Regions from separate parts of the Mus musculus genome. Here region 1 is linked to region 2. A link is a contact called in public Hi-C data. All regions are on one chromosome and are shown on one strand. Each heading gives the region's core, a stretch centred on a gene start, on an enhancer-like site or on the middle of the called end of the contact. The rest is flanking DNA. Distances are from core to core; before and after follow the strand shown.

Evidence for each region. Hi-C and Micro-C count contacts between places; a contact is called where the count stands out from the background.
Region 1: a contact with region 2 is called in a Hi-C map of adipose-derived mesenchymal stem cells, with 2.2 times the contacts expected there. The contact joins the enhancer-like site here to the promoter of Cyfip1 in region 2. A contact is called at or near these places in 27 of 484 Hi-C or Micro-C datasets (the HPC-5 cell line, Sertoli cells, adipose-derived mesenchymal stem cells and 18 more), 13 of 115 datasets of contacts at active chromatin or transcription factors (astrocytes, bone marrow-derived dendritic cells, bone marrow-derived macrophages and 8 more) and 4 of 9 other capture datasets (adipose tissue, bone marrow-derived macrophages, liver and 1 more).

The regions. Positions count from the first base shown.
Region 1 is chr7:55,876,027-55,881,514 of GRCm38.p6, forward strand. Cyfip1 (cytoplasmic FMR1 interacting protein 1) reads left to right here. Exons shown (of 31, transcript NM_011370.3): 7 at 1,665-1,761; 8 at 1,853-1,981; 9 at 3,051-3,155. Among named protein-coding and RNA genes, the nearest start is that of Cyfip1, 37 kb to the left of the region's middle. Within about 2 kb of position 1,840, at least 16 of the 459 cell types and tissues checked have an H3K27ac peak or open chromatin away from gene starts, as enhancers often do. A contact at or near this core is called in adipose-derived mesenchymal stem cells, fibro-adipogenic progenitors and heart atrium, where this site is marked.
Region 2 is chr7:55,839,451-55,844,694 of GRCm38.p6, forward strand. Cyfip1 (cytoplasmic FMR1 interacting protein 1) reads left to right here and starts at 2,621. Exons shown (of 31, transcript NM_011370.3): 1 at 2,621-2,857.

The sequences.
Region 1 (5,488 bases), core at 590-3,089, 36 kb after region 2:
TCTTTGAAGGCAGAGCTTCTAGAAAGAGGCCAGCAGTGGTGTGTTAGTCAGATTTTGATGTTGCTGTGATGAAACACCTGAGGTTCAGATTTAGGGTAGGTTTTCTGACTTTAAGAGGTTTAGGATGAGTCTTCCCGCTGCAAATGATCGATCAAGTAAATCCATCATAGCTATACCAAGCTGCTTGAGTTTTACTTGATTCCAGACGTAGTCAGGTTTACAGTACGATTAGCAATCACGTTACCTTTTATATTCTCATATTCATTCATATTCTTTCTCTTTCATACTCATCCTCTCTGTCTCTCTCTCTCTTTGTCTCTCTCTCTGCCCCTGCCCCCCTCACACACACACATACACACACACACACACACACACACACACACACACACTCATAATCATTTCTTTTGTGCCCAGATGATAACTTTCAGTACATATTCTGAGTAGAATGCAAAAGTAGCCCCACACAACTCTGGTGAGCCTTGACTGAAATAGAACGCAGTGTCCTCAATTCCTTCCTTCCTTGGTTGTCATGGCTTCTATCCTAGCATCTACTGGAGTCAATAAGGTGAATATAGGAAAAGATAGAGCCTTACTATATCAGTGAGATGATTGAACTATATTCAAGTTTTCAAAATATTAATTTTTAGGTCTTTGATTTAATTACTTTAATTAGGGAGTTCTCATTCCGCAGTTATCATATGTTGTTCATTGTCCGATATGGCTGCTTGAGTTCTACCCCCAATTTATATCTGGTGAACAGGGAGGAAAGAGAACATAAAGCCGTACTCTTTCTTAGAAGTAAACATTCAACTTCCTGATACTCCTTTTCATCCTATCTCATGGGCCACCCCTTGGTTACCTGGCCACAGCCTCTGCAAGGGAGATGACACATTATCATTTCAGGCCGATCATGAGGCAGAAAAGAAGTGAATTCATTGTGGATATGGTCCTTCCTTGCGGAACCATAAAAGTTTAAGATTCTGGGTTGCCCAGATAGAGCCTTGTGGGCAGTTTCTGTTACATGTAAAGATTTCTCACAGTTTCTCCACACAGACGTAACATGTGCCTTTGAGGATTTTACCGTGCAAGCCCTTTTGTCTGCCTCACATTGTGTAGCTGAATAGTTGGCAAATCTCGGGCTCTGGGAAGTTCCAGTACTAGTGCGCTGAAACAGCGTAACTGGGGAGGGGCACTTACTTCTTGTTAGAAATAGTGGTGGCGGAGAGGGTTTCGGAAAGATCCTTAAGAATGTGTTTCAGGGCTTTTTGGAGTCAGAATATGCATAGACAAGTTCTTCTCTGACACAGACACTAGGAGTCAACACTTTGACCTGTAGATAAAGGTAGACATTCACCTATGCCTAGGAGAGACCAGAGTATAGATACCTGTTGATGAAGTCCATTGGCCATGAACAATAGAGTACAAAAGCTCTCTGGTGTATACGATATGTCTGAGTTGGCAAAAGTCTCCCCTAAAGTCAAGGTCAGGGATGCTGCAAGAGGCTGAAACCAAAAGCAGCTACTTCAACACTTATTTCTGCAAATAACTGCAGGCAGAGAAGAATAGTGATTTTTTTTTTTTCTCCCCAAGGTCCCCATGGGGCCTCCTCCACCCTCCCCAATTAATTTGCAGATATGTTTTGGAATTGCCTCTTTTCTTTCTAGGGCTGCTCAGTTTTTACGTAAAATGGCAGATCCACAATCCATCCAGGAGTCACAGAATCTGTCCATGTTCCTGGCCAACCACAACAAGATTACACAAGTAAGGCCCGTGTCTCTGCACACCATTGACATCCTGTGTTGCTGGTGAGGCTGGAGTGGGCGGCAGCTAATCTCTTTCCTTTGTGCTCCAGTCTCTGCAGCAGCAGCTTGAGGTCATTTCTGGCTATGAAGAGCTCCTGGCAGACATCGTGAATCTGTGTGTGGATTACTATGAGAACAGGATGTACTTGACACCCAGCGAAAAACACATGCTTCTCAAAGTACGTGTGTAGCGGAGAGGGTCCAGCCTTCCTCGGGGATCAAGCATGGCCGTTTGTACAAACGGCTGTACTTAGTCGTTCTTTTTTAACCTTCTTTTTTAAATTCTCATGCTGTCATGTATGTAGACAGCATCTCTTGAGTATATACACATTCCCTTGGCTTTGCTCACCACCTCAGCACATAGTTGGCTGTTGACCTGGGGCACTGCCTGCTGAATTTGCCTGCTGCTCCGACTTGTGACACATCCTTGTCAGGAGAGCACCTGATGGGTGGTCTGTGATAGCAGACACGTCATGACTGTGACTGTGCTGGCCGATGCAGCCCTCGTCATGTTCCCAGGACACGTTGGGATTGTGCAGCTGCCTGTTCCCAGATTGAATTTATGAGTTTACAAAGACACTGAAAGCTAAGTTTAGTAGTAATGCATGGGTGTGTCTTGGATAGTGCAGTTCTACAAGAGCCTTGTTACTCAGGTTAGACGAATCAGTGCTGCATTGGTTCGAAGCAGCTAGCCTCTAAACAAAATTACCCTTTGTAACCCAATTTCAATGAAGGAAAAAAATGCATACGGTCTGGGAATAGTAGGTATTAAACCACAATAAAACCTTAAAAAATATACAGCTTAACACAGTCACAGTCGCTGTGAGCTAGGTAACTACTGAATCTGACTGTGTCATTTCAGAGGTTAAGTATTCTTGATTGTGTGCCTGCTTATCCTTGTTCATGATACTCCAGGGACAGTATTGTTATAATTGTAGCACTTGAGTTTAGTAGAATTAAACTTGTGGCATTATTAAGGAACCGTCTCATGAGTCCCTTGTGCAGTTGCCTGCATCTACTACCTAAGCGCTGTCCTCCGCTCAGCAGGCGCGACACCTGAGTGTCTTCGGAGGACGCTGAAGTAGGCACAGGAGATGGTACGGACAAGGGAAAAGGTTTTATTTCAGAAGGAAGCTCTTTATTTCATAGCACCATTGAGGGAAGGGTGATTTCTGATTTCAGAGTTAGCAGCTCTGGCAGTGTGCATCTGTGTGGGTCGGTTCACAGGTCCGTGTGTTATTTTTGCAGGTCATGGGATTTGGCCTGTACCTGATGGATGGGAGTGTGAGTAACATCTACAAACTAGATGCCAAGAAAAGAATAAATTTATCCAAAATCGACAAGTATTTCAAGGTGAGTTTCAAATGTACGTATGCATGTGTCATATGTGTATATAAAAGCATATATATGTGTGTGTGTGTGTGTCTGTGTGTGTGTGTGTGTATATATATAAGTCTATACATGGATAAACATTTTTGACAAAGGCTTTTGGCTAGTTCAAAGCATTGATGATAAAAGTGTTTATGGGTATATGCATTGAATTTTTGCCGTGCGAATCTGTGAGTGATTGTGACGCACATGGCATGACTGATCTCTCTTTTGTAAAGGTGGCTGCTGTCCCCTTCCCGCTCCTTGCCTTGCTTTCCCCTGGGTTGAATAGTGTAGAAATGGAATCATACGATTTTTCTCTCTTTTGCCTCTGGCTGCGTGTGCCCAACCCTCTGTTTGTGAAAAGAATCCCCATGGGAGCCTGTGGGGAGAGCTTGTAGGTTTGCTCATTGTTATTTTATCTGTGCTAGAACCATTTTAGTAGAGTGATACATACCTGGAAGATTCAGGAAGGAAAAGGTTTCTGCCTGTGTGTCTTCCCGTAAGACCTGTAAACACGAAGAACAATGATCTAGGTCACTTGCAGCGTTCTCCTGTGTATGTGACCAGTGCATCTTTACTGCCAGTCATGGTAACTAAATTACAGAGAAATTAGCATCCCTTCGCTTCTCTCATTCTTTTGCTCTAGAAACATTTTACTAGGAAATTACCGTGCAGCTCAGTAACTGTTGGCTCTGAATCTTCCATGCAATGATGGTGTCTTTAGTTACAGAAGAGCCCCTGCAGAGATGGAGTACAGGCTTGCATGCCGCACCAGGAGATCGGGATTTCGAAGTCTAGCTCTAATAAAAACCTGTAGATGTGTAATTTATATTAGACTCACATAACTTTTCTCTTAAACTACACATTAACTATTACCTAACATTTTTTACATTTCTTTTATTTTTAAGTTTTAATACAGGTATATCTTTTCTGTCCTCTGTTTTCTTTCCATTGAATATTAACTTTTAAATAAAGTAGTGCTTGTAGGACAATCGGTTACACAATTCACTCTGCTCTGAATAGTTTTTCAGTGCCATACGCGAAGTGAGTGTGCTTGAACCATTATCCTTTCTAAAGGGTAGGTTAAGTCACTGGATTGTTGCTCAGTTTTATTTTTAGTGGTGTGGGGTGGGGGTGGCGGTTGCATATGGTTTAGAGCATTTGTTTGATCAGTCACTTTGCAAATCAGAAAAGGCAATTATCTAAAACAATAGCATCTTAAGTAGGTTGCTCTGGCCACTTTTTTGGCGGCGGTTGTTACAGCCATTTCTAAGACCCTTGGCATTTCCTTCTGTGGTTTGTGGAGCTCTGATCAGAGGAATCTGATTCTAACCTCTTCTTTTGTTTAGCCAATGTCTGGCTAAACCTAGATGTCTTGCCCAGAGCATTTAAAGTATATCCATAAAAAGATCCTACAGGGAAAACCTGGGTGTTCCACAAGAATGTCGGATCTTTATAATCTAGGCAGTTGGTATTGTAGGTAAGCTGCCAGGAGGCAACGGTCCTCATAAAGCAAGCAGCATTACTTCAGTTAAGACCCAAGTCTTGAAGCTCCGTATACCTGGGTGGGAAGAGAAGCTAGGGGCTGCCTGAGCAGGTTAGTAACTGTTTGACCCCGGTCCAGGAAGGTACTGATGCATAGGATTCAGCTAAGATCCTCCATCCAGGGCTGGGGGACGGCTCAGCAGGATAAAAGCATCTTCTGTAGAAGCTTTATGAGCGCTGTTTGGTCCCAGAACCCACAGAAAATGCCAGATGTGGTGCTGCGCATCTGTAATCCGCTCCTCTAGCGAGATGGGAAGTGGAGACAGGAGAATTGTCTGTGAGCCCAGAAGCCAGTTAACGGGGAGAATGCAGAACAGCTCTGTGGTGCTTTGAATGAGAAATGTTCCCCTTAGCCTCGCTTGGTCCTCAATTGGTGGTTGGTGCTGTCCAGGGAGATGGTGCTGCCTTGCTGGAAGGAGTCCCAGGTGGGCTTTGAGCGTTTATGTCTTGGCCCCCACGTCCAGCTCGATCTGTTTACTTTCTTCATCTGAATGAAGATGTGCTCTCTCAGCATCCTGCTTCAGCCATCTGCTGCAGTGCCTCCCAGGCCATCACGAAGCTCTCTCTGGAACTATTATCTAAAACAAACCCCTTCGGTCCTGGTGTTTTATCATAGCAACAGAGAAGTAACTAAGATGAGAAGAAAGAGAGAGACCTAGCTGCAACAAGGTAGAAGGAGAGAACTGATTCTGGCTTCTTTCTATGTGATTGCTGTGGCATGTGCAGTGATTGTATAATAATGCATGATGATGACGGTGATGATGATATTT
Region 2 (5,244 bases), core at 1,371-3,870:
ATACAATATATATATGCTTTAATTTGTTTGGTTTTTTCCGAGACAGGGATTCTCTGTGTAACTGACATGGCTGTCCTAGAACTCATTCTGTAGGCCAGGCTGGCCTCGAACTCAAGAGATCTGCCTGCCTCTGCCTAGCAAGTGCTGGGATTAAAGGCGTGTGCCATCACTGCCTAGCTATAAATATATTTGTATTCTTCACTAAGACAGGAGAAAGGGAGGGAGATAGTGTTGCACTTGCCATAAATCATGGGAACAGCTGTGACAATCTCTAGTCAGTTTACATAATTTCAAACCCATTTCCAGTTACAAGCAAAGAGTTCTTTAAAATATACTTGTGCATTTCACCTGTGGGTGTGTGGGACTTCACCTTTAGTATGTTCTCATATCTGCTGGCATTGAAACACACTGGTGGGTTTTCTACTAATTATATTTTGAAGAATTATTTTCCCCACAAAAGAGCTTTTATTTTCTCTCAGCACAAAAAAAATTTAAATCTCGTGTGTATTCAATAATAAATAGGTCAATTTTAACCTTCATTTCCACTTGAAAAATTCCATTTCATTTAAAAGTTCTTAATTTTTTAAAAAAAGATTTGTTTATTTTTACTTATTTATTTACACTGTAACTGTCTTCAGACACTCATCAGAAGAGTGCATCGGATCCCACTACAGCCACCACCTGGTTGCTGGGAATTGAACTCAGGACCTCTGGAAGAGCAACCGCTGAGCCATCTCTCCAGCCCTCACAAATGGTTTTTATTTTTATTTTTTTTAGTATAAAAAAAGTTGCATTGATGAAATATTGTAAAAACAAATCAATCTGTTTTTCCTCCCAGCCCCTGCTCCCAGAATGATCACTGTGAGACTAACAACTTTTTAATAAATGCCTAGGCCACGAGCATTGGCTCAGTCCCTGACTAGATTGTAACTTATCTAACCCTTTAAACTATTCTATGTCTCACACACTGTTAGTTACCTCTCCTCCAGTCCCAGCCTGCTTCTTCCTTTGTGTCTCCTCAGCTTCTCTCCCTCAGAGACTTGCTTGAATCCTTCACAGTCCCTCCCTATGGGTTCCTTTTATATTCTCACTATTTCCCAGAATCTCCTCTCTTCTTGCCAGTGTCCCATCTCCTATTTGCTGCCTCAGCTCATTGGGCATAGGCATTTTTAGTGACAGGTGACACTGAGATTCTCTCTACAGCATATAATGATATAATTCAAATTGCTTGTCGGATAGTTAAATGCCAGTATTGAATCTTAATCTCTAGATTACAGTTCTGTGGAAGCAGGGGAACATTGTCAAGCATGCGTTTTGTATTTTTGCTGCGCCAAGGAATCAACATGTTACATTTGTATTATCATTATAGTTTAGGTTTTGTAATTTTTATTATACTCTTGTTATGCATATGTAGAGAAGCTACAAGGATTATACTTTTGAATAAGTTTAACATCTCACATTTTGTGGTAAACCTAAGATGGTGAAAACACTGATGTGTGTCTGTTGTAAATACAATTACACGAGTTTTATTTTTCTGATATTAAAAGTTACTTAGTAAAGATTTATTTCTGTTAAGTTGGGGAAAACAAACTGGTGTGGGAGTTAGGCATGTTGGTGAATGCCTGTGATTTCAGCACTTGAGGGATGGAGACATGATCTGGTGTTCAAGGCTAGCCTGGGTTACATTAGTTACTGTCAGACCCCAACGACAAACAAAATGTCCAAATTCTTAGCAGTAAGGAGGGGCGTCCGGAGTGAAGAAGGGTAGGAAGTTTGGAGCTATTCTACTAAGTTCAGCATTAAGATGTATGTTAACTAACTTTTCCCTTCCTTTTCTGCGGGTTTAGGGAGGGCAAATTCAAGTCAGGTTTTCTGTTGTCAGCCATTCCTAGGAGTCTGAACTTGAGTTTGCCAGTCCTCAGAAGGCAGATGAGATGGTAGCACTGTTACTTTAGGGGCCAGAATGGGTTCTTCCTTGGGTCTGGAGCATTTTACATGCCGCTCCAGCCTTGCACCCACCATTTAATACATACATGCGCCCCTTCTCTGTCATGGTTGTACCTTCTGTATCTCTTTTGAAGTTCAACCAGAGGCAGGACAGGAGGCAGTGAAAATTTGGGGGACATGCGGAGGAAGATAAGCCCATCACTCATGGATTTACTGAGGCTTCTCACCATCACTGAGGACAAGTTATAGGAAAACGAATGTTGAATTCCTATGGCCCATGTATGGGCTCACTGGCCCACACCCAATTGCTGGGGGATCCAACGCCCTTTTTGGACCTTTGCGGGCACCAGGCACTCTCGTGGTGCATAGACACACAAGCAAGCCAAACATTCATACACATAATGAATTCCTTTTTTTTAAATTTTTTTTAAAGTATCTTTAGTAAAACTTCCAGCTCTATGCTGGCTAGTCCTGGAATTCTTTCCTCATTTGGCCTTAGCTTCAACAGAGGTCCCCCAAATCAGGGAAAACTCTTGAGGCTGGTGAGCATGGCAGTGTGGCGCTGAGTCTTCATCCTCTCCCAGCCGGCTTGACGGGTGGAGCCCACCAAGCAAATCCCGGCTTCCTTTGCTGCGGTGACCTGAGCAGCAAGCGGCAGGCGGGGCTACGGTACGGGAGACTTGGGGAGACTTGGGGGCCGACCGGGCTGGCCTAGAGGAGCCGGACCCAAGGCAGCCAGCGGGAGGAGGGAGGAGCGCCGGGAGGAAGAGGCCGAGCCGAGCAGCGCCGCCCCGGAGGAAGGGGAGGAGGCCGGGTGTTTCCTGGTGCATTCCCGACCCGCCCAAGTGACTCATTGGGGTAGGAAAGCTCCCGGGGCCCGCCCTGGACAACCGAAGGCGGCGCAGACCAGGTAAGGGCGGTCGCCTGGCCTCGGGGTCCTTGCTCCACTGTAGTCCGGTGGGGCGAGCCTGCAGACGGCCTCGGCGCAGCCTCCGGGACCGCACGGCCTCCCGGGATTGCCTCCTGGGCTCTCGAGTCTCCCGGTCTCTGCACGGCAGCTCCGGAGCCCGGGACTCCCGGCCCAGCTCGGCGGCTCCAGGGCTCCCTCCCCGGAATCACATTCCAGAATCCCCCGGCCACGGGCTTCCCAGTGCAGATTCCCTGTTCCCTCCGCGCTGCACAACTTGCACTCCGGTGGCCCGGCTCCCGCGTCCCGGACCCCCGCGTCCCCGAACCCCCGCCCCGACTCACCCTGGATACTAGGATCCCAGATCTCGCGCTTCCGGCACGAGGTTTAGCTCCAAAGAGGAAGAGACAACGTTAATATTTAGTATTTTACTATTGAAAAGTAAGGAGCGACGAATAGTTTATGTTGCACTAAAGTGGCAAAACAACCCCGAGTCCACCATGGTTCTGCCTTCAGAGGAAAGGAAGGAGAGTGTGGTCTAGGGAAGCCGTCCTCAGATTCTTGGAGAGAGGCATTTTGGGCTTTGTTAAGGAAACGGGATTGTTCAGGAGCAGTAGTGCGCCGCCGCACATTCGTAACGAATTTTGTACTTTAAGCCTAAAGCATCTGCGTAATTTGTAACATTTCGTGAGTGTGAGAAAAGAAGGAAGAGATATGCAACTGGGGATCGGTGAGGGCGAGGCAGAGGGAAGCATCGGGCAATCCGTGTGTTGCATGGGGGAGCCCAGAGATTTCTCTTGGTTGTCGGCTAACAGATCGCTTAGTTGAGTCGTGTTTGAAGCACCGCTGGTACTGGGGTACTCCTACAGGTACTGATACTGAGATCAGCGCTTGCCAAGGTGGGGGTATTGATCCTAGACCCTGGCCAAGTTCACTGGCTGGAAGTTGAAGCACGCGAGACCGGTGGTATACCTGAATACCAGCCTTCCCCTAGTTCTGAGTATGTTAGTGGTTCTTATTAAAAAGCCTACAAGCACATAGCCTGAAAGAATTAATTCAGTTTTTAAATACATGTAAGTTACTGCAGACATGCATTGTAAGAATTCAGTAGGAATGTTGCGGGGAATACTTCTCTTTCCCTCTTCCCCTAACAGCATCTTCCCTGTAACCTTGATAAAATGCTGCAGTTGAAAAGTCTCTCTAAGAAAATACATCCTCTAAGTATTTGTGTATTTGAGGAAGTATGTATTAAGGTTTTTTTAAAGAATAAACACTGTATGTGTGTGTTTGTGGTATGTGTGTTTTTAGATGTGGGTGCACAGGTGTGTGAATGTGTTTGTATGTGCATGTAGAGGCCCGAGGCTGATTTGGCGTTTTCCACCTTATTCTTTGATACAAGGTCTCTCAGCTGAACTTAGAGTTCACTGATTGGACTAGTCTTGCTCGCCAGTTTGTTTCGGAGGTCCCCTGTCTCCGCCTTGGAAGCAATGGGACTTGAGGGAGGTTGCCATGCCCATTGTCGTTTATGTGGGTTCTGAGATCTGAAATCCTGTACGGCTATCCACTGAGCCATCTCCCTGGCACTTAAGCGTGTTTTTAACTTTACATATAGTAATATTCATGCTTTGGAGTGTTGACTGCCACTGTAATTAAGATGCCAAACTGGTTCCTATCACCTCAAGATTTTCTTTCCTGTGTCCCTTGTAGTGAGGTCTTTCATACCATCAACTCTTGGCAACTGCTGATCTTTTCATAGTGCTATTTTGCTTTCTCCAGAAAGTCCTGTGGCAATCTTGGAGTCTGCATTTAAGATGGTTCTATGTTCTCAGTAATAAGTATGGGGGTGTTGGGGAGGGGGTGGCTATATTTAAGGCCGTCCAAGGTGTTTTACCAGCCAAACACCATTAAAGTGAAAAATTAATGATTTTATATATATATATATATATATATATATATATATATAATATTATTTGGTTACAAAAACACTAGTCAAATATGTCTGTAAGAAGTAAAGTCAGTGCTTTGAAAAGTAGAGCCTTGGGAAGGTGGGGTGGCATGCAGGGAGTATAGGTGCATACAGTGGGTATAGGTGGCACACAGTGAGCATAGGTGGCACACAGCAGGTATAGGTGACACACAGTAGGTATAGGTGACAGACAGGTCTGACAACTTGAGTTACAACCCACAGTGGAAGGAAAGGACTAACTCCTGAAAATTGTCCTCTGACGTCCACAAGGACACAGTGATTTGTGCCGAAATACTTACTCTCTCTCCCTATGAACACACTCCATACACAAATAATAAATAAGTGTTTTTTTTTAAAAAATGTAGTTCTGGATACAACCTGGAAGACTAAAACGTTCTTTCTTCTCTCTTTCCCTTTATCTTAC